Linked DNA regions of Mus musculus: region 1 is linked to region 2. A link is a contact called in public Hi-C data. All regions are on one chromosome and are shown on one strand. Each heading gives the region's core, a stretch centred on a gene start, on an enhancer-like site or on the middle of the called end of the contact. The rest is flanking DNA. Distances are from core to core; before and after follow the strand shown. Region 1 overlaps Meis2 (Meis homeobox 2). Region 2 has its middle 39 kb from the start of Gm39910.

The links. A called contact is a pair of places that touch in the nucleus more often than the background predicts.
Region 1: a Hi-C map of liver shows a contact between it and region 2, with 9 times the contacts expected there. The contact joins two enhancer-like sites. A contact is called at or near these places in 1 of 484 Hi-C or Micro-C datasets (liver) and 1 of 9 other capture datasets (pancreatic islet).

The regions. Positions count from the first base shown.
Region 1 is chr2:115,885,820-115,890,751 of GRCm38.p6, forward strand. The region is part of intron 9 of Meis2 (Meis homeobox 2); the gene reads right to left. Among named protein-coding and RNA genes, the nearest start is that of Gm31590, 81 kb to the left of the region's middle. Within about 2 kb of position 3,027, at least 7 of the 459 cell types and tissues checked have an H3K27ac peak or open chromatin away from gene starts, as enhancers often do. A contact at or near this core is called in liver, where this site is marked.
Region 2 is chr2:115,446,886-115,451,612 of GRCm38.p6, forward strand. No RefSeq gene overlaps it. Among named protein-coding and RNA genes, the nearest start is that of Gm39910, 39 kb to the left of the region's middle. Within about 2 kb of position 3,351, at least 12 of the 459 cell types and tissues checked have an H3K27ac peak or open chromatin away from gene starts, as enhancers often do. A contact at or near this core is called in liver, where this site is marked.

The DNA.
Region 1 (4,932 bases), core at 1,777-4,276, 440 kb after region 2:
CAATTAACTTGTTCTTATTTTTACACTTATTTTACTTTTGTGAATGTTCATGTGGTATGTGTGCCCGAGGATGTGCAGATGTGTGCCCCGATACAGGTATGTGCCCCTGTGCTTATGAACGCATGGAGGCTACCGTGGGGTGTTGAGTGTCTTCTGCTATCACTCCTTCCCTTGTTCTTTTGAGGCAGGGTCTCTTCTTGCACTTTGTGCTTGGGTGTTTCAGCCAGTTTGGCAGCCAGCAAGCCCCAGTAGGCCTCCTACCTCTGCGCTACACAGCCAAGGGCTATAGATACTTAAGAGATCAAGCTCGGCTAGGAGGAACAGAGATTTTTAAACATTAAGAGCAAACCTGACCAGATGCATTTTGTATCTGCATGAAATCAGCAACAGCTTAATGTTTCCTGTTAAATTGTTTCAGGTTTTAGAAAACAGTTAATACTGTCTTTTGAAGCAGTCACCCTATCAGCTGACAGCCACAAATATATTTGTAATAAAAGATATCAATATCAATGTCAGTGAACACAGGTATTGTGTCATCTACTAGTCATTTCAGGATAATGGTGCGTGTGCGTGTGTGTGTGTGTGTGTGTGTGTGCCCATGTGTAGGCATGTAGAGACTAGAGGAGGATGACAAGTCTTCCTCCATTGCTCTGCACCCCATCCTTTAAGACAGACTCCCACTCTCACAGAAGCACATTGGCAAGGCGAACCTAAGAGCTTCACTCTACTCTCCAACACTGAGGCTATATGCACAAACAGCTATGGCAAGTTTTCAACATCTCTGTTGGGATGCTGGGTATTCAAACTCAATCCTCCTGTCTCCACAGCAGTGCCCTTACCCACTGAGCCATCTCCACAGCAGTGCCCTTACCCACTGAGCCAACTCCACAGCCCTTCAAAATACTGTTAAGATAATGCCTCCCTTAAAAAAAAGTAGCATCCCTGAAAGGTTAGATAAGACGAGCATAATTTAAAACCCCTGCTAACTTGTTTCTTGTAATATGCTTGTACACATACATTGAATGTACACACACACACACACACACACACACACACACACACACACAGGGGCGTTGGAGCAGGCTCATTTCTCATGTAGTCTGTATGACTTTAAATCTTTCCTGATTTAAAAAACTCAGAAAAAATAAAAGTCTTAAGGAGGTCTATGCCATTCCCTACCAAGCACAGAGATACCTCTGTATAAGGTCAGAGAGCGTCAGAGAGAAAAAGGGAAACCACAAAGAGCCACAACCCAGTGACATTCTCAGAAGACAACAGTTAAGACTGAGATTGGTGCCGCCATCTTGTCCTGCTTTTCCAGGATATCAGTGTGGCCACTTAACTCCCATTGAAAAGTTGCCCTGGCTACAGAATGCTAGGGTTGAGACATACTGTGTTTACTAATCCTTTTCTGTCTGCCTGAGTGCCTGGCACTATCTGGAGGCTGGCAGTCTTGAAGCTATGGATTCAATTCTGTTATCAACTTGAAGGCTGGTAGAGCCTAGCGGCTTGTAATTCCACTCATTCAGAAGGCTGAGATAGAACTATCAAAAGTTAAGGCTAACCTGGGAAACTTAGTGAGACTTTGTCTCTAAAGAAAGAATAAAAAGAGGGATGGTGCTGGGTATAGTGCTGTGTTCTTGTAAGCCCAGCATTCCGGAGGCAGAAGTAAAGAAATTAGGAATTAGATGTCAGTGACTTAGGTAGAAGTGTGGGGTCAGCCTGGATTATATGAGATCTTTCTTAAAACAAACAAATGAACAAACAATTAAGCCCATGAAAAAGCAAACTAATCAAAGTAGCAACAACAACAACACAAGTGGGTTGGGGTTTTAGCTCTGTGGCAGAGGGGGCTTGCCCAGAATGTGAGAGGAGCAGATTTAGACCTTATCCTTACCTCCCAAAGCCTGTCCACAGAGCTTCTGACATTTTGACCTTCAACACAGAGAATGACCTTTCAGTGTTAATGTGTAGATGTGAACAGGGTGACAGGTGATGGATGGCAAGGGGATGCAGCTGACAGACCTCCCACCCCTCTGCCATCTCACCCCTGCTGTCAGGAGGATTCGAAACAAAGCCTGTAAGAAGCAGACAGACATCTGGATGGACAAGAACATACAGCAAGCACACCCTGCAGCATTTATAACACACTCTATAAGGAGGAGTTGAGTTGGGTCTAGGTGAAGAGTTGGGTAGCTTTGTAGTTTCAAACATTTGGAAAGATTTAGAAGAGAGGTCTCAGATGCTGGGAATAGATGCTGGTGTGTGTCAAAGGCAGTGAAACCCAATTTAATGGTAGATTATGGGTTTGATGTAACTCCATTTTGAGGAATTTAAAGGGCAAAACCCAAGCTGGGCGTGACACTTTATGCTTGTAATCCCAGTACTTGGGAGGCAGAGGCAGGAGGACATGAGATTCAAGGTCAGCTTTGACTTCATAGCAAACTTCAGGATAGCAAGGGCTACTTTTTAATTCCAAGCTAACCTGAACCCCAGACTAAGATCTGATGTACAACAACAACAACAACAACAACAACAACAAAAACCCAAAACCAAAACAAACAAAAACCCAAAACACAAATGAACAAACAAACAAAAAACCAGAGCAAAACAAAAAGGAAGGAAACCCAGTGCAAGGGCTCTTGGTGTCAGTGGCTTTCATAAGAGGCCGATGGCCCTGAACTATCAAATGTGACAGAGTCATAAGAACAAACAAATAAACAAGCAAACAACTCACAACCCTTGTTCCCCAAGCTTTCCTCGAGCACTGGCAATCTGCTCTCTGAGTAGACCCGCCAATTAACCAAACATTAAAGCAACCCACAAATCTATGTTAGTGGCTTTGTAGAACAAACAGAAAGATGTGTGTTGTAACTAATCACTGTTAGAAACTGTTTGAGCCACAGAGTTCAAGAGACACATAAAACTAACCAGCATGGAGTGCAGACCGGGGCAAGCAGCACGCAGTCAAATGCACAAACACTCAGAAGAATTAATGACAGCCCTGTCTTGCCTTCCCTCAAGAACCTTGCACTGGAATCTGTTGTCTTTCCACTTACTCAAGACAGGTGCAGATCTGATAAGAGGTTGGCACACACAAGCTGAGTCTCCTTTATAATTTGTTTTGCAACTTCCCTTTCTAGATAAACATTGTCCAAGTACAACTTCTAAAAAAAAAAGTTGTGTTTACTTGTCCTGTTCATACTCTCCCCCCTCCCCTTTCTTCTAAATGTTCCCTCAGGATGCTGGCTGGAAAACTAGAAAAAGCTTGGATTTCAGCTCTGGTCTCCAAGGTATTCTAGTGTTCGGCTGGGCCGTGTGCTGGGAGGGAAGCTCTCTACCTTGCTGATTTAATTAACAGGATTCTTTTCATTATTGTGGGGATTTAGTTTCTTCTTGCCTTTCAGTGTTTGGGAAACACTGATTTATGTTTTATATTTTGAAGGGAAATTTATTGTTCTTTGACAGCTGAGGTTCTTAAATCCCTGGTACCAAAGGGACCCTGGGGAGGTGTCACAGTTGCCTAGCCTTGCCTACCTACCTATACAGAGTCATCTCAAAGGCCCCCCTCCAGAAACAGGGAGAACCATCAGCTGTTCGGAGCCCAACCCACTCCTCCTCCAGCTGATCATTACACCAGCAGGGGTTGGCCCATTCCCATTTATGAACAGTGGCATTAGTAGGTTGATCAGTAACTGCGAATCACCGATTCATTAAAGTGAAGACAACAGCCCATGAATTTGTGAACTCTATTTAATCTCTTGACTAAATGGAGCTCATTGAATCGTTAGAACGTGCTCTACTTATGACAATGCTCATGACTGAGGCAGAAATCATGACAAATTTTCTAAATATGACCATATTTAGAAAGGAGGAGACTATATAATAGAGGAGGAATAGGAGGAGACTATATAATAGAACCCTTGAAATTAGCACGGTAGAAAATCTGGCATGGGCTGCCATCACAATTTTCTTGGAGTAGTAACCATCCAACTCTGGCTTAGAAGGGAAAAAAAACCCTAATATGTTTAGTAAGAACTTTGGAAGATGTGTTAGTTAATTTATATTTCAGGTTCCAATTAGTGGCCATCATTAGGTTGTAATGCAGATCATTGTTGGCTATGAGGGCTTCATAATTCATTAATTTACTCCCATGTATATTCTCACTACTGAATTTTGTTAGGCTATACAATAAATGAGGTGCATATATGTATGCATCTTCTTATTTAATTCTCAAAAACAAAACAAAACCCAACCGAGTGGATATTATTAGTTCCTATTTTCTGTCCAGTAAAACTGAAGTTAAAGAAATCCAATACCATGGCTCAGTTTCCACAGTCAGTAGCTGAAGCGGGCTCTGATGTACATACATATATCCACAAGGTTGAGGTATAGGAAACCAGAAGTCACAGTGGCCACACTTCCTTTAGCTAGCATCGCCAGGCAGGCAGGAAAATGGAGTAACCTTTTACACAAATGATGTAACATTTCCTTTCTAAGAAAATTTTAGACCAGAAATTCTGTCTTATCTGAATACATAAGCCAGTAGATTCTAAGGTAAAGTCTAGAAGAAACATAAAGAGCATATAATTCTACAGTAGTTTAAAATTTCAAACCTTTAGAAGAAATTAACGTGGGGGAATAGTTCAACTCAGAGAGATAGATAACCCTAAAGTCTGCCTTCCCTCTGACCCTGAGCCCACCAGCTCCAAAGCTAATGTTCTCATTATTTAGTTCTGTTGCTATATGAGGACTTTGCTTTTGAAATGTGAATTATTTTTATTGATGTGGCCTGTCTGATCAGGGTGCAAAAATTCAAAGAATAACTTTCTCTTTCAAATTCAGGCTTTTAAAAATTTCACACAAAGACAAGCTTTTGTCGGCAATCTTGTTTTAGGTAAAATGTCAGGAAGGAGGCACTAAGTCATTCTC
Region 2 (4,727 bases), core at 2,101-4,600:
CAATGCCAAAATATTCTCGCTTGTGTCTCTCTCTATCTGCCTCTGTCTCTACCTCTGTGTTGGTGTGCTCCCGGCTTTCTGGCTTTCTCCTCTGTGTGTGTGTGTGTGTGTGTGTGTGTGTGTGTGTGTGTGAGAGAGAGAGAGAGAGAGAGAGAGAGAGAGAGAGAGAGAGAGACTCTCACTGATCATGATCCCATGTAGCAGAGTCATGTAAGCCAAGTTCTTAATCAGAACAAACCCAAAATCCTTCTCTGATATGAGACCCAGGGTCCTTCTGACCAGAACTTGCTCTCTGTGGCTTATCTATTTAAAAAGTCATGTTACCTTTAACAACAAAGAAACAAACAGGGTTCACGCACAGGTTCCATCTGCCATCTGCTCAGACTCTCCACAGTGTGTTTGTTGACTGCAGCTTGCCTCTCTTCTCTCTGCTGCTCCCCCCACAATTAGGCGATGGACTGAGTAGCCTGTGCTGTAGCTTTCTTTGCCTCTACAGTGAACTTTCTATCTTCATCACAATGGCAGCCTTGCCTTCAGACTAACAAAAATGCATTGGCTTCATGGTTAGTTCTTAGAAGTGTTTCAAAACAATCTGGGTTTCCTTTCAATCCCTTAAAAAAAATACATTTAGTAAGATTAAAACCCCACCAGACATCAACAAGCCTGGAATACAAAGATGATAAGATTTCACTTGACTTTTCCTCCTCCCATTTTTTGTTGTTTTCTTATGGCTGGTGACTTAGAATAAAGTAATAAATGAAGACTGATTGCATAATGGTCTGCCTGGAAGAGCAGCAGCTATGTACTGAATTTAAACATATAGACTTGCTCAAATTTAAAAAAACTAGGAAGTCTGCAAACAGAAATCTCTTAACACAAGTTGTGTCTCAGTGGTATATAGGAAGATAAGATGTGAAGTCAAAGCAGTATCGACTTCTTATTTATTTTTATTATGTTTAATTGTGAATGGGAAGGAGGATTTATACACAAAACTGCAGGTGGCTTTGAGAGTTCAGAAGAGGGTGGCAGATCCCCTGAAGCTGGAATTACAGGCATTTATGACTTGTGGGTGCTGGGGGAAAAATTGGGATCTCTGCATAAGCAATTAATTACTCTCAACCATGGAGTCATTTGTCCAGCTCCTAAGTGGTAATATTCTTAATACATAATCCTCAATTCCTTGGGACCCAAATATTCGGGGTGCTGAGGCAGATCAGTGATTAGAGGCATGCTGGGAACACATTCATCTCTTTCTTAACCTCTTTTGTCCTTCATTCTCACCTGACACTTTTTCTCTCTTCAAGAACCCTTCTTGTACCTTCATGCATGGATGATATATTCTATATCAGAGGGAAAACAAATTTCATTTACTTTTTTCTGGTGGGCTTATTTCACTTAACATGATGCTCTCCAGTTCCATACATTTTCTGCCAGTGATTTTGTTAATCATATTGCTGAGTAATGCTCCTTTGTGTACACACTACACTTCCTTTTATATTCATCCACTGATAAGCATTCAGGCTGATGCTGTGACCTATGTATTGTTAGTAGTGGTAAGATAAACAAGAATATACAGTAACTCTATTGTAAGCTGGCTTTTACTCCTTCAAGTATATACCCCAAAGTGTTCAACTGGATTTTATAATACTTCTATTTTTAGGATTTAGTTTATTTATTACTTTCCTAGGAAACTTTATACTAACTTCAATAGTCTATGTATTAATTAACATTCCCACTAACAGCCAACAGGGGTCCTTCATCCCCACATCTTCAATACCATTTGTTACTTTTGTCCTTTTGTTGATGTTTTGTATGAATGCAATGGAATCTCAAGGTAGTTTCTTTAAGATTTATGGCTTGTTCATATTTATTTTGGGTGTACAAGTGTTTTGTATGTGGGTATATATGTATAATAAATGCATGTCTTGTTCCAGAAGACATTAGAAGAGGCATAAGATATCCAGAACTACAGTTACAAATGGTTGTGATCTTCTGTGTGGATGCTGGAAACTGAATCCAGGTCATGTTCTAGAGAAGTCAGAGACCTTACTACTGAACCATTGCATCACACCCCTCAATGTAGTTCCATTTGCCTTTGTTGGATAACTAGAGCTGTTCTCTCTCTCTCTCTCTCTCTCTCTCTCTCTCTCTCTCTCTCTAATAGAAGAGTCTCAAATGTAGTCAGATAGTTGAACTGGACTGAATTGTCTCCCAGAAGAATCCACAGAAGCTGGGACAGTTGCTGAGTCGCATGCCCAGCAAACCATAAGAGACAATACACGGGAGGATGGAGGGGTGGATGATAACTCAACAATGTTGCTCCAGGCTGAGTCATTTTTCTGCCTCACGTATGATCAATCATTTTGTCTAAGCACACTATAGTTTCTTCTGGTCCAATAGGGCCAACTGCCTTGCCCACTCTTATCTTCTCTGAGTCATGATTGTATCTCTTTGTGCATTAATAATTGACCACTGTAATGCATTGATATTTCTTGATATTTACAAAGCCATCTCACTGAATCAAAGAGAGATGGAAAAATCACAAATATTTTCCCTTATCCTAGGTAGATACTAGAATCACCTATACTGATTTTCCAATGGCATAAACCTAGGCCCTACTACCAAGATCCTAAGAGATGTGTAGTCAAATAATAATTAGGGCATTCTACAGAAGATTCTACAAACTGAGAGAAAATAGAGACCAAATTCTGCAACTCGGGCTTCCATAAGATAAACAACTGCAACAAGGAAGCACGCCCTTCTATGCTGGTAGGTTTTCAGTCAGACCTACCTTCTTGTCATTCTTGAACATCAGTATGCCAGTCAACTTCTATGCCTTTAACTCATGCTAATCTCTGTGCTAACTTGTCCTTTCTCATTGTTTTCTATATACCTCAAAGTAATAATTACAAGAGAAATATTTGTTTACAGGTCACAGCAGACTTTCCTCGGCACTTCCCCACAGTTGCAATGTTGAGAAACAAATACGTTCCTTATTTCAACTTTCTGTCTAGGAATTGAAGTTCATCCATGCCGGGTAACATAACCAGTATATGAACTGCAGAGTGATGCTGATAAGGATCAACCAGGAGTAGGAAGCTGAGCAAGGTCTTTCAACATCAAAGTCCAAGACTGCTCTAATTTGCCTCGCCTTTTTTAATTAAGTGTACTCAGCACTCTGTAAAGTTGAGACTCAGACCTAATGACATGCCAAAACCTCTTCCAGAATGTTCTCAATCATTGCACCTAGTTTGTAATGGCAAATAACAACAGCAAGATAGTATACCAGGCTCTGTGCCCAGAGGGCTAAAGCTACCTGGCATGGTTTTCTTTGCCGAGAGGGGAGAGATCTAGTCTTAGTGGAGTCAAAGAACTTACAGAGCTTACGCAGCTAATAAGTGGCAGAACTGAGCTATTGATTAGAGAGTTCATGTACTTGACCTTTGGGCAATACTCCCATCCCTACCAGCCATCACAGTTTTTGCTTGTGTTAAGGTTAATTATTAACATGCATTTCTTTCTTCTTCATGAGAACTCTTTGGGTTTAAGAAAATTCTCAGAACACACATGCATAACCCAAACATCCATAATTCTTTAACCATTTCATAAGTATCTAGCACATCTATTCATGTGAGTCTGACAAGAATGGGATCAGAATCTTTAAGAACCAAATGCTCAGAAGAGGAATATTCAATTTAATCAATTTAATTCAATTCATCTTTCTTTCCATTATGTTTCATCAAATTTGTCTAAAATAAAATACTTTATGAATGCTTTTAGATGCCAAACCTCCTTCAGCTTGCTCTCTCAGGAATACCAATTGAGATATAGTATGGGCTTATATCTAGGAAAGTGTAAATTGTTGATAATTATTTACTGCTTTCTTGCCTTCTCTCTTGCTAACAAGACAGCCATGGCTACTAACTAGTACTATTCTTTCTAGAGAGTCTTCCCCTCAAATTGTTTGCTCTAACTTCACAATAATATGTGTTTTCTAGGGTGACATTGTCTCCTAACTACTGTAAGTCTGCCATAATTAGGGTAGATAATATGAACTATAAGTGCATTCAGGAATATTGAGGTGTTCCTGAGTAGTATCTGGCAAATGATATTCTTCTTCCTCTGAAATCTCTTGTTTCTAAAAGAAGTTACACCTGTTTCTGAATTCCTTGTTCACATTTTCCTCCTTGTTGAACTAGCTCATATTTGTCCTTACATGCTCATACTCTCTCTCTCTCTCTCTCTCTCTCTCTCTCTCTCTCTCTCTCTCTCTCTCTCTCTCTCTCTCTCTCCTCTCTCTCTCTCTCTCTCTCTCTCTCTCTCTCTCTCTCTCTCTCTCTCTCTCTCTCTCTCTCTCTCTCTCTCCCTCCCTCCCTCCCTCCCTCCCTCCTCATTTTCATTATTTTGACCATGATGATTTTCACTGTGCCCAAACCTTCGGTCTGACGTACAGGTGGTTCTCATTGCAGCCCATTTAAGAATATCAACAGTGGTTTTGCAACAGCAGCTCTGTTCACCCAAACAGCTTGTGACAGTCCATGCAAAGATTTTTATCTCTTTACATAAAACTCCATCAATGTTGCAGGCTCAGATGCAGAAATTTTAAGCCATGTGTTTTTGATACAGAAGACTTTTCCCCTTAGGCTTAGAATCAAAGAGAGACATCACATCATCCTCATTCCTTCAATGGCAAAAGGTTCATTCACACAACAGTCATTTGAGGGTGA